Linked DNA regions of Oryctolagus cuniculus: regions 1 and 3 are each linked to region 2. A link is a contact called in public Micro-C data. All regions are on one chromosome and are shown on one strand. Each heading gives the region's core, a stretch centred on a gene start, on an enhancer-like site or on the middle of the called end of the contact. The rest is flanking DNA. Distances are from core to core; before and after follow the strand shown. Region 1 overlaps SPAG6 (sperm associated antigen 6). Region 2 holds the start of DNAJC1 (DnaJ heat shock protein family (Hsp40) member C1). Region 3 holds the start of BMI1 (BMI1 proto-oncogene, polycomb ring finger).

What was found. Hi-C and Micro-C count contacts between places; a contact is called where the count stands out from the background.
Region 1: a Micro-C map of ear pinna shows a contact between it and region 2, with 4 times the contacts expected there. The contact joins the enhancer-like site here to the promoter of DNAJC1 in region 2. A contact is called at or near these places in 2 of 6 Hi-C or Micro-C datasets (ear pinna and skin fibroblasts).
Region 3: a Micro-C map of ear pinna shows a contact between it and region 2, with 5 times the contacts expected there. The contact joins the promoter of BMI1 here to the promoter of DNAJC1 in region 2. A contact is called at or near these places in 3 of 6 Hi-C or Micro-C datasets (ear pinna, psoas muscle and an unstated tissue).

Annotation. Positions count from the first base shown.
Region 1 is chr13:48,668,289-48,672,281 of mOryCun1.1, forward strand. SPAG6 (sperm associated antigen 6) reads left to right here. Exons shown (of 10, transcript XM_051820697.2): 10 at 245-454. The coding sequence ends at 310. Among named protein-coding and RNA genes, the nearest start is that of SPAG6, 80 kb to the left of the region's middle. Within about 2 kb of position 2,428, at least 3 of the 8 cell types and tissues checked have an H3K27ac peak or open chromatin away from gene starts, as enhancers often do. A contact at or near this core is called in ear pinna, where this site is marked.
Region 2 is chr13:48,276,284-48,279,898 of mOryCun1.1, forward strand. It overlaps DNAJC1 (DnaJ heat shock protein family (Hsp40) member C1), which reads right to left and starts at 2,180. Exons shown (of 12, transcript XM_002717400.5): 1 at 1,639-2,180. The coding sequence starts at 1,851. LOC127483449 (a long non-coding RNA gene) reads left to right here and starts at 2,172. Exons shown (of 2, transcript XR_007909674.2): 1 at 2,172-2,593. LOC138844967 (a long non-coding RNA gene) reads left to right here. Exons shown (of 2, transcript XR_011381501.1): 2 at 1-762.
Region 3 is chr13:48,565,372-48,569,557 of mOryCun1.1, forward strand. BMI1 (BMI1 proto-oncogene, polycomb ring finger) reads left to right here and starts at 1,846. Exons shown (of 10, transcript XM_051821445.2): 1 at 1,846-1,984. It overlaps COMMD3 (COMM domain containing 3), which reads left to right. Exons shown (of 8, transcript XM_008268283.4): 8 at 200-558. The coding sequence ends at 259.

The DNA of each region.
Region 1 (3,993 bases), core at 1,178-3,677, 390 kb after region 2:
CCCATACATGTTTGCTGACGTCTCCGGCCCAGTGCTTCCTTCTCTCTCTCTCTCTCTCTCTCTCTCTCTCTCTCTCTCAGTAGCCCCCAACCTCGTGCATCAAGCATTCCTGGAGCATGATTACCCAGGGTGTATTTGAGGTTTCACTTGCAGAATTTTTCAGGTACCTGCCTTGTACTGAACATTGGTGCCCATGGTGCCAAATCTTTTTCATAAACATCTAATAGCAACTTTTCTTTTCCAGGTATTATTCCCCTGGATTTTCAGATGCACTTCTGCAGAGGGTGGACAGCTATCAACCTCCTACTAACTAAACAAAGTCATGTTTTTATACCGAGACCACAAAGTCTTTGTGAATAGTAGTTGTTGAAGTTCTTCCTAAATATTTTATCTAAGTAAATAATAGATTTACTCAATGCAAAATACCTTTAAATAAAGTTTTATGCATATATGTGGAAGGTGTCCGGTGCGTAACAAATCTTCCCAGCCAGATGAATCAATTAATTCACAGGCTTTTATTGGGATTCCGCTCCCGGGTGAGGTTTCTGGTCCCAACAGAGCAGGAGCCAGGGAAATCGCGCAGCAGAGGTTGGGAAAGCTTCTTTTACAGATATAAGGCGTGGGAAAGCTTCTTTTATAGATATAAGGTGTGAGGGTTAAAGGTCGAGGCAGGTCTGATCCTCATTGGTTGACCTTTAGGCACCCGCAGGGACCTTGACAAGGACTTTCTGTCCCTGGAAGTGTGGGTAGGGCCTCTCCATTCCCTGAAGTGTAGGCCTTCTCTCCTTGCGGATCCCAAAGCTACCAATATGCAGTACTTTAAAAATTACGAACTTGAATACATGAAGAGCTATTTATAGTCATTTGTATGCATAGAATTTTATCTAAAGGTGGTTTTTTTTAAAAGGCATTAAAGGCCGGCGCCAAGGCTCAACAGGCTAATCCTCCGCCTTGCGGTGCCAGCACACCGGATTCTAGTCCCAGTCGGGCACCGGATTCTATCCCGGTTGCCCCTCTTCCAGGCCAGCTCTCTGCTGTGGCCAGGGAGTGCAGTGGAGGATGGCCCAAGTGTTTGGGCCCTGCACCCCATGGGAGACCAGGAGAAGCACCTGGCTCCTGCCATCGGATCAGCGTGATGCGCCGGCTGTGGCAGCCATTGGAGGGTGAACTGTGGGGAGCAACTGGGAGCAACTCGGACTAGACTAAGTTACTGGAATTAAGACTTATTCTATGCATCTGCTCTCCCACAATATGGCGCTGGGAGAGGAGAAAACAGCTTCTACACAGCTGCCTCCAGTTCAACCAATAAACAGCTCCTGATTGGAGGAGAGCAGTGTACTCGGCGTGTGGGTAGCAGAGTTGGGATTGGCGGAAGAGGACTATAAAGGAGGAGAGAGACAACATGCACCAGGAACATCTAAGGGGAACATCTATCTGAAGGAACACCTGAGCAGCCCCCGAGAGAGCCGGCTGGCGGTGTGCCGCTCCCCCGCGGAAGTGGGGAAAGTGGCAGGGGGAACCGCCCTTCCACGGAGGTGGAAGGGTCGGTAGCCAACCTGGGAAGAACCAGCAGCAAACCCGGGGAGGGCCGAGCAGATAAAAGAACAGCGCAGGGTCCTGTGTCGTTCCTCCACGAAGATGGGGAGCGACAGTGAACCAACGGCAAAGGAAGACCTTTCTCTCTGTCTCTCACTGTCCACTCTGCCTGTCAAAAAAAAAAGGCATTAAAGGGTTTTTAAGGCATTTGTTATTGTTCTTTTAAAAACCACACACGTGCCCCCCCCACCTGATCTAGATGAGAGATGGTGTTTGAAAACCCTCGGTTATTTAATTATTTATTATTTTTTAAATTTTTTGCCAGTCAGAGTTAGACAGTGAGAGAGAAAGAGAGAGAGGGAGACAGAGACAGAGACATAGACAGTGAAAGAGAGACAGAAAGGTCTTCCTTCCGTTTGTTCACCCCCCAAACGGTCGCCACGGCCAGCGCTGCCGATCTGAAGCCAAGAACCAGGTGCTTCTCCTGGTCTCCCATGGAGTGCAGGGCCCAGGCACTTGGGCCATCCGCCACTGCACTCCCCGGCCACAGCAGAGGGCTGGCCTGGAAGAGGGGCAACCGGGACAGAATCCGGCGCCCCGACCGGGACTAGAACCCGGTGTGCCGGCGCCGCTAGGCGGAGGATTAGCCTAGTGAGCCGCTGTGCCGGCCAACCCTCAGTTATTTTGACCAGTTCCTCACAGGCACAGAGAAGGAAAACTGGCCTTGGGAGTTACACAGAAAAATACAGAAGGGAAGCAGTTCCAAGAGGAAGCTGATGGGAGGCACACAGGGCTCGTGAAAAAAACTGCAGTCCGTGGCGAACGCGGGAGGCGGGCTCCAGGCTCCCCTCCTGCGGCTGTGGGCGCTCTCTCCTCCCTGAGCTCCCCGGGCCCAGCGCGGCGTGCAGCGAGGGGAGGCCGCCGGCCGCTCTCAGGGCCGGCCGGAGGCGGGCTCCCCCACCCCTCCTCGCTCGGCCCTCGGCCCGGCCGCATTTCCGGGGATGCGGGGGTCGGGGCGGGAAGCTGCTCACTAAGGGGCCGTGAGGGTTTCGGTAACATCCCAAACACAGCCTTGGCCGCGTCCTGGGCCCGTGGCCCGCCAGAGGCGTCCCGCGGCTGGTTAGGGGCTGTGGGGTGCTCAGGGTCATCTCCCCGAAGAGGAGGCGCCGGGGGCCCGGTGTTCCCAAGTGCAGCTTTCCGTCTCCTCCCTTGTTGTTGTTCTTGCTCTCAAACGCCTTTCTTCGTGGCATTTTCGGAGTTCGTCTCTGACTGCTTTGTTATGTCTGAAAAACTGCGCCATCCCCACGTTGCCCGATTCTTCCGGCCTTAGTCAGGCGGGGATGGCTCAAGATTTCATTTTCCTAATACTTCCTCGGGCCTATTTTGTTTCCTCGCCGCGATTTCTTCAGCTCTGGAATAGGAAAGAGTAACTGTTTCCAATTTGCTGCCTTCCTGCCTGCCCAGTTTGCCTATGAACCTTTTACCAATCTGAGGAAATAAAGTCGTTTTTCTCTTTCTTCTCGAAGACCGTGTCTTTGACAGCCGTGTTGCCCATGACAGAAATTTCTATAGGTGAAAGCCCACCTAGATATTATTGGACGCTGAATTTCTTACCATATATTTTTGCCGTTATACTTTGTGCTTGGAAGTTTTCCCCTTGAAAGTTCATTTCATAATTGACAAACAGAACTAAGAAAGTAATGTAATATTTAATAGGGCTCAGATGGGTATTGTAATTTGATCATATACAATTTGGAAATTTATGCTATGACTACGTTCCTTAACAATGTTTCTTTAAGCAAGATAAAACTCCTTACTTTTTGAAGTCTATTGTGAGGTGTTTTTTTTTTTTTTAAATATATTTCGTTTGTGCTACAGCCAAAACAGCATCTACCATGGGCTATAATCTCTGATATCCTGTCCCCTGGTTTGAACTGTGTCATTTTCTGATTCTCTGTGTAGACCAGCCCCTGTCTCCAAGCGCCCTACCCACGCCCAAGTTTACTTCAAAGGGCATTCTCGTTGGGTTCGGTAACCTGGATGAACAGCTGTTTTTTCAGTACTTTGTGTTCAGGAATAGAACTGATTGAACTCAACTGCTATCATGTCAGTCAGGTTGCGGAAAGAGTGGAATCAGCGGTTCCTGGAAAGAGAGGCTGAAAACCCGGCTTCCAGGTCCGCAGTAGGGGCGACCCTACACGCTCGCTCACTCACCGGATGCTTGTGAAAACCCCATGCAGTGGAGCAGGTAAGAGTCTGTAAACTGTTCTGTACAAGCCTGATCAGTGACTTATGGGAAATCTGATAGCCAATGACAGATGGACACACTGTGGTCCGCAAGTGCGCAGTCTCCCCCAGGCCCCCAGCTCTTAGATAAGAGGAGTTTAAGCCGGATGATTTATGATAAAGAAAAGCTACATTTCCTGCCCTCATGGAGCTTTCTAATATAAACTCATT
Region 2 (3,615 bases), core at 930-3,429:
ACAGTTCAATAGTTCACCCAGATTTATGATAATCTATGGTGGAGGAAATGTACATTTCACTTGTAATTATGTAAGGTATGCTTTGAATGACAACTATTAGGAAGTCTTAATTTTATTTTTACCCCCATAACTATTCAAAGCATTATATGAAAGGCTCAGTCAGATGGTGTGAAATTCTAAGTTTATAGTCTCATAATCCTGCAATCAGTGAAATGTCACCTTCTTGACACTAAGCTTCAGATAAGAGATTGGATATCTGCTCTCACTCAATTACCCTCAATGGTAGAAATAAAAGGCAACAAATGGGTTTTAAAAGTTCAAGCCTCTCCCCCCAAACAAAAAGGGAGGCATTTGGCCTACTAGTTAAGACCCATGTAGGGACACTAGCATCCCATAGCAGAATGCCTAGGTTAGAGTCTTTGCTCTGCTTCAGAGTCCAGCTTCCTGATAAAGTACACACTGGAAGGCAGCAGGTGGCTCAAGTAATTAGGGCTATGCTATTCATGTGAAACCAGGACTGAGCTCCAGGTCGGGTCCAGCCCCTATTCTAGGACATTTGGGGAGTGAACCAGGAGGTGATCTCTCTCTCTCTTTACCTCTCTCTCATTTGTCAAAATTTTAAAGTGCGGGGTAGGAAAGGGGAGGGAGAAAAGGAAAGGGAGAAACACTAAGATTCTGTGCTACTGGCCAGCTTCTCTTCCAGTAGCTCCACCTTGTACCACTACTGCCCACAACGATCCTCCTATGAGTTCCAGGACTAACGTGGTAGAGGCTTCAAATTCCAACAAATTTTAATAACTCTTATTTATTTGCAAGGCAGAAAGAAAGAAACGGACAACACAGATCTCCCAACCACTGGTTCACTCTGCAAATGCCCGTAACTCAAGCCAGGTCTCCCACGCAGGTGGCAAGGACCCAAGTACTTGAGTCGTCATCTGCTCTGCCTCCCAGGGTGTGCATTAGCAGGAAGCTGGAATCCGAAGCAGAGCCAGGGTTTGAACTCAGATATAGTATAGAGTTCCCACGTGGCGTTGTAACCACTGCGCCAAAAGCCAGCCGGCATGGAGATTTTCAAACTGATACCAGCCCCTATCCAAGGGCTAAAATATTACCAAGTATAACGCAAGAAAAAACTTTTGAAACCTAAGACACTGGCCAAAATGAATTCCTATCTTCTCGGAAGGAAGGCAGCTGAAATACGCGCAAACGGCAACGTAACAATTTAGGGTGAGACGGGGCTCCTCTTTCTCCCATTCGGGAGGGCAGGAAAGGGTAGGTGTAAGAAACCGGCTACCCACACCACGCTTCCGCTCCGGGGTGGGGGTGGGCCGGGTCTTCCCAGAGAGGCCAGCGCAGCACAGCAGGCGCTATCACGGCTCGGGCAGAGGGCACCGCGCAGCCTGTCACCGAGACCGGAACCTGAGGAGCCGGGGCAGCGGTGAGGAAGTGGGGAAGGCGGACCACTACCGAGGCAGGGGTTGCCAGGAGACCCCGTTGGACCCGGCGGGGAAGAAGACCCCCCAGGAGCACAGCGACCAAGTCCTCCTGCCCTCCGCGCCCCCGCTCCTCGGGACGAAAACGGGGGTCCGAGCGCTCCTCCCACCCCTTTCCGCCCCAACCCCACGCGGCTGCGCTTACCTGCTGTACCCCGAGGAACTGGTAGAAGTTGAGCTGCACCTCCTCCACCAAGTCAAACAACTCCAGGTCTCCGCTCTCCCAGCCGCGCGCCGGCCCGGCGGCCGCCAGCAGCAGCAGCAGTAGCAGCCACAGCGGCGGCGGCAGCGGGAACGGCCCGAGCCGGAGCCCGCGGCGCTCAGGAAGCGGCGCCAGCCGGGGGCAGGGAGCCGTCATTGAGCCGGGCTCGGAAAGGTCACTAGCCAGGCAGTACCGTCGGCCGAGACCGGGGACGTGGCGGGGAGCGCGAGCTGTGGGGAGTAGCGCCTGTCAGTCAGAAGCGCGGGCTGCCGCTCCGGAGCGGCCCACCCGACTGCCGGCCCCAGAGGGAGTGCGCGGACTGCCGGAGCCGGCGACCGCAGCGTCGGGCGGGCAGCCGGGACTACCTTCCCCGGACCCTCACTCCCAGGCCTACAAACAGCTGGAGGGCCAGCGCCCGGCGCCGAGGTTACAGAGGAGGGGGAGAGGCTTCCCCGCGCCTCAGCCTATCCTGGGCCTCGCTTCCGGTGACATCACGTCTCCTAGCAACCGCGGCGAGGGGCGGGGCCGGAAGTAGGGACTCCGGGCGCCCCAGTTCTGGGCCTTGTAGAAATTCCTCTTGGTCTGTGGTGCTTAGGGCAGAGGTTTGCGTGCGTTTGCTCATATTACCACACGTGGGCACTTACGGCCGTCACGCAGCCACCTGGAACGTACCACGTGTAGATTTCCTTCGAAGTCCCTATCGTCTTGCCCGCCCCCACATAGTGAACACCAGAAGCCTATTCAAGGCCTGATTTATTGATTACAGCTTGCGCTCCATACCTTTCATTATTCCATCAGCCATGATAGAGGAAACTGAACCAGACAGCGAGTAGAAAGTATGTTTTTGTTTTTTTTTTAAGAAAGCAGAAAAGGAATGCAAGCCAAGACCCAAAAAAGTGTGAGTATACTTAAATTATGTATTAAGATTTATTTACAGGCGTAGAGGTAGGTGTTGGGTTGGGTGCAGCAGTGAGGTCGCTGCTTGAGACTCGCGCATCCCATCTCAGAGTGTCTGGGTTCCAGTCTCAGTTCCTCTGTTTCAGATCAAGCTTCCTGAATGCACACCCTGGAAGGCAGCAGCCTCAAGTACTGGAGAGCTTGCTGCCCTCCATGAGAGACCTGGATTTAGTTCCCACCTCAAGGGCTTGACCTAGCTGTGCCCTGGCTATTGCTGGCATTTGTGGGATGAACCAGTAGATAAAAGAACTCTGACTGTCCCTTTCTGTCTGCCTTAAATAAAGTTTTCAAAAGGAAGAAAAAAAATTTTGCAAGCATAATAAAATTGGCAGTTGGGTCGAATTAACACTTGTGACTCAATGACCGTCTTAGAAGTTTAATTTCACCGCCAGAACCTACTCAGCCTCAGCTGGGATTCTTTTTCCAATTGAGGTCTATTTAAAGAGTTGCATGGAGGCAGGGATGACGTTGTGGTACAGCAGGTTAAAGCAGGCCTGCTACGCCAGCATTCCACATGAGCACTGGTTGGAGTCTGACCTGCCCCACTCTCTCTCCAGCTCCCTACTAATGAACCTGGGAAAGCAAGGGAAGATGGCCTAAGTGATAGAACCCCTGCCACCCACGTGGGAGACCCTGGGAGACCTGGGTGGCGTTCCAGACTCTTAAATGCACCCTGGCCAAGCCTCAGCCTTTGAGGCCATTTGGGGGAGTGAACCAGTGGATGGAAGCTTGCTTGCTCTCTTTTTTTTCTCCCTCTGCCTCTGTAACTCTGCCTTTCAAATAAAATAAATATTTAAAAAAAAAAAAGAAATATAGGCTAAAACTTCCTCTCTCTGTGTTAATAATGTCTTCCCTCCAATTTTCACATTGATCCTTATGAGTCTCTTTTTAATTTTTTTCACTACTGTTGTTCTTTGTGTAATTTATTTTTGTTTAGGCCACCTCATGTTTTTTCCTCCCTGA
Region 3 (4,186 bases), core at 596-3,095, 290 kb after region 2:
ATAGCCGATTTGAACATGAGATGCTGTAGAGGAAACTTTTCCTTTGATGGGTCCTGGTTTGCAAAAAGGTTAAAATCTTAGTAAATTTTAAACGTTTAGAAAGTGTTCTCTGATTTTTTTTAATTGCATCTTTCTGAACTTGGGTACTTCGTTCCGTGTTTCACCCTAAAAAGACGTTGACATGATATACTTTTTGTAGGATTTGGTGGGGAAACTTAAAGATGCTTCGAAAAGCCTGGAACGAGCAACTCAGTTATAACTTGGGAAGTGAACGATCCGCCCAAGTGCAGAGGAAAACCAGGAACGTCACCGCGGGCTGTGGGAGCTGGCCGTGCTCGCTCGCGCTCGGCGGAGAACGCTTCCCTTCGAATCTGTCACTCATCGGTTCTGACAGTTTTTTTTATATGTGTGAAAGGGTTATGAGGGAAATTCTGCCCACGTATTTGAATCATCTTCAGGATGAACTGTACCTTTATCCTCTTTAGATCTTTTTGAAGTCCTATGAAAGGAAGCAGACAGCATCACATCCTGAATAAACAAGGTGTTGTTCCCACAAAATGGTGATATTTTGTTTGGATTTGAAGTTTGTGTGTTAATTATTACTTTGTGTACTACGATGAGCGTTAACTTGATGCGAGGAGCGTCAGCTGTTAACGATCTCCGTTTCTCTGGATTAAAGTCAAACGCAGTGGGAGAGGGTGGCATCTCCGGGGTGTGCTGGAGACCCCAATGGTCCGGGAGCGGGAGCCGGCCCGTTACCTGCGCTAAAGGGATCGCCCGCAGCCGACTGCGGGCTGCCGGCCCCGAGCGGACCGCTGCCCGCGCGCGCCCCGCCTTGGCCGCCGGCGGGCGAGGACAGCACCCGGGCGGGCGCCGTTGTTTCCGCGAGTCCAACTCCGGCGCAGGTTCCGCGGCGGGCGCGGGCGTCTGGGCCGCAGCCCGTTGAGCCGAGCGGGTGGCTGGTGGCCAGCGGACCTGTGAGCCCGCCGGCTGAGGCGGGCGACAGAAAGAAAGAAATAACGGGGGGTGGGGTGGGCTGCGCTGCGTGCGGGGCCGGCGCGATGCCCGCGCCGAGAGCAGGGTGGCGCGAGTGGCGCTGTGGAGAATCGCTCGGCGGCCGCGCCAACGCCGCCGCCGCCACCGCGGCTCAGAGCGGGGGGAGGGGGAGGAGGAGGAGGGCGCGCGGCGCGGAGGGGAGGGGGCGGCCACGGGCCCGACTACACCGACACTAATTCCCAGGCCGCCCTTAAGGAATGAGGGGAGCACGTGACCCGGTGGGGGGGCGGCAGGGGGAGGGGGCGGGCGGACTCCGAGCCATTTTGGAGCCGGTGTCAGTTTCCACTCTGCCTTCAGCGGTGCATTTTTTTTTCCACCCTCCCCTCCCCCTCCTCATCCTTCCTCCCATCCCCCCCCCCGCCTCTCCGCACGCTCACACACGGCGCCCCCCGCCCGCCCTCCTCCCCCCACGGCAACTATGATGAAATAATAATCGTAGTATTAAAGGCAGAGATCGGGGTGAGACAATGGGGATGTTGGCGAGGGCGCCCCGATCCGGATTAGAAACACCTCCTGGCCCCGCAGAATAAAACCGATCGCGCCCCTCCGCGCGCTCCCTCCCCCGAGTGCCGAGCGGGAGGCGGCGGCGGCGGCGGCGGCCGAGGAGGAGGAGGAGGTGGAGGAGGAGGAGGAGGAGGAGGAGGCCCCGGAGGAGGAGGAGGCGTTGGAGGCCGAGGAGGAGGAGGAGGCCGAGCAGGAGGAGGAGGCCGAGCAGGAGGAGGAGGAGGAGGCCGGGCTCGGGAGGCGGCATGAGCCGAGCGCGGCGGCCGCGGCTGCTCTCGGCCGCGCTCGTTGCCCATTGACAGCGGCGTCTGCAGCTCGCTTCAAGATGGCCGCTTGGCTCGCATTCATTTTCTGCTGAACGACTTTTAACTTTCATTGTCTTTTCCGCCCGCTTCGACCGCCTCTCGCCGGCTGCTTTTTCCGGGTACGTAGGAGGCTAGGCGCCTCCGGGACGGGGGTCGGGGGACGCGGGGCCCGCGCGGGGCTCCGGCGGGCGGCGGGTGGAAAGGGGAGCGGCCCCCCCGCCGGCCCGCGCCGCCCGCCCGCGCTCGCCCGCGCCCGCCCGCCGGGCCGAGGGCGCTGACAGCGTGGGCGCCGACCCCGCGCCCGCCCGCCCGCGCCGCCGCCCCGCGCCCGCGTCCGCGCGCCCGCGGCTCCGCGGCTCCCGCGGCGCCGGGACCGACCCGCAGCCCGCGCCGCCGCCAGCCGGGCTCGGCGCCGCTCCAGCCGCCGCCGCCCGCTCCGCCGGACGCGCCGCGCGCCCCCACGTTTTAGTTCCTTTCTCTGCCGAGCGCCCCTCGGCACCCTCGAGACGCACATGGCCCCCGAGGAGAGCACTTGTACTTGCAGTCCCCGCGGCTCCTCTGGCCACGGCGCCCTTTGTTGAGAGGTAGATTTGGATGAAACGGGGACGGGTTCCTGAAATCGGGAGCTGCCTGGGTCAAGTGGCGCCCCTGCTCTCCCGAAGAAAGGGCTTTTCAGGGGTTTAAGCGGCCAGGGAACGCCCCCATTTTATAGGGACGGGGTACGTGGGGGGCAGCGATCCCGCCACGGTGGGTGTTAGGCAGGAGGGAGCCCCGGCAGAAATGTTATTAACTTAAGTTGGAGGGACACTTGTGTGAAACTGGATGGCTGGTAAGATGGCGGTTCCCAGTTTCCAAGGTCTCCTGCGTTTGTGTTTAAAAGGGTAAAGTTTTCAAGGTGGTATTTGCTGGGAGTCTTGGGTGAGTGCTGTAAATATCGCTTGGGGCGTACTTTTTGGGAAGTGGGCATTTCAAATTTGGAGCTTTTTTGGAGTGACGATGGTGACTGGACCCGAGTCTTGCTGGAGTCCTTTTCCCCCCCCTTTCTCTCTTTTGCACGCCCACTCCTCCCTTTTTCTCCTCTCGGATACCACAGCTTTCCTCTTAACCTCTGCTGTGGGATGCACTCAGAATCATGACTCGAGTCCACGACGTTTTACAGGTTTTGCTGCACGTCAGCATCGGTCATGTGGTAAAGGGATGCTTTGGTAAAGGGATGCTTTGGAAGAGGTCTAAAAAGTTGATTGCCTGTGTTTACGCAGCCGTTTGGGCTTGACAGCGATAAAGCACGATCTTTCCCCCAGAGATTTACAGTTAATAATTGGAAGTAAACAAGTAGAGAGGCTTTAATCATTCCCAATTGCAATAAAAGGATTTAGTGGGCTTAGTGGTCACGGTTCAATATTTGAAAGCGAAGCATGTATTAACCCCGTCCCTTAAAGTAGGCAAAATTCCGGGCATATTTATCCAAATGCAAGTGTAGGTTGGTGGTATGCAGAATGTAATGAGTAGCTCAGCCTATATTTTGTAAGAACCTTAACTTATAATGTGGAAGAACATTATAAGCCATACTAAAGACTTGATACTTATGGATATAAAATTGTGGACAGTGTATACCAAGTTATGAGACTACATATTAACATTTGAGTTTTAAGTAGACTGATTGGAAATCTCTCAGAAGTTGATTTTTTGATCAAAATTGCAAGTTTTTTTTTAAATACTTGAGTTCATTCTTATACATCTGCCCCAAAGTGTAGTCAGAGATGTTTGAAATAACCTACCTGTGAAAATTATATGCCTATTAACAGTATATTTAAAGCCATATAAAAGTCGCAGTGTATGCTTGTGTACACACACACACACACACATTCATAAACTTTGTAAGAAAATTGAGGATTTTATTGTGTTTAATAAACCCACTAGTATTCTACCACTAAGTTCCTGGATGTATGTGAAGTGTCCCAGTAGGCGCCAAATTCTGCATTAGAGCCAGGGTAACCCCAACTTTATCCATACCTGTATTGGGCTGTGAGCCCAGGTGGGGTTTTGGAGTTCATTTGCATTTCTTAGATTGCAGTAGTCAAGATGATTGTTAACATAAGAACTTGCTTCTGTTTTTCTTCATTTTGACATTGCTAGCTTTAGGCCTCCAACTGAAATCTGACAGCCCCAAGTGAGTACGTTATAGTGGCAAATTTTTATCATTGTGTGTTTGCTGCATTTTTAGTTGCTTAACGGCAATTTCTGTGTTAGAACCTAGAAGATTTTCAGATCTAAGATGCCAGATAGTGCTTCTCAAACCTTATCAAGCATGTGGAGTTTTG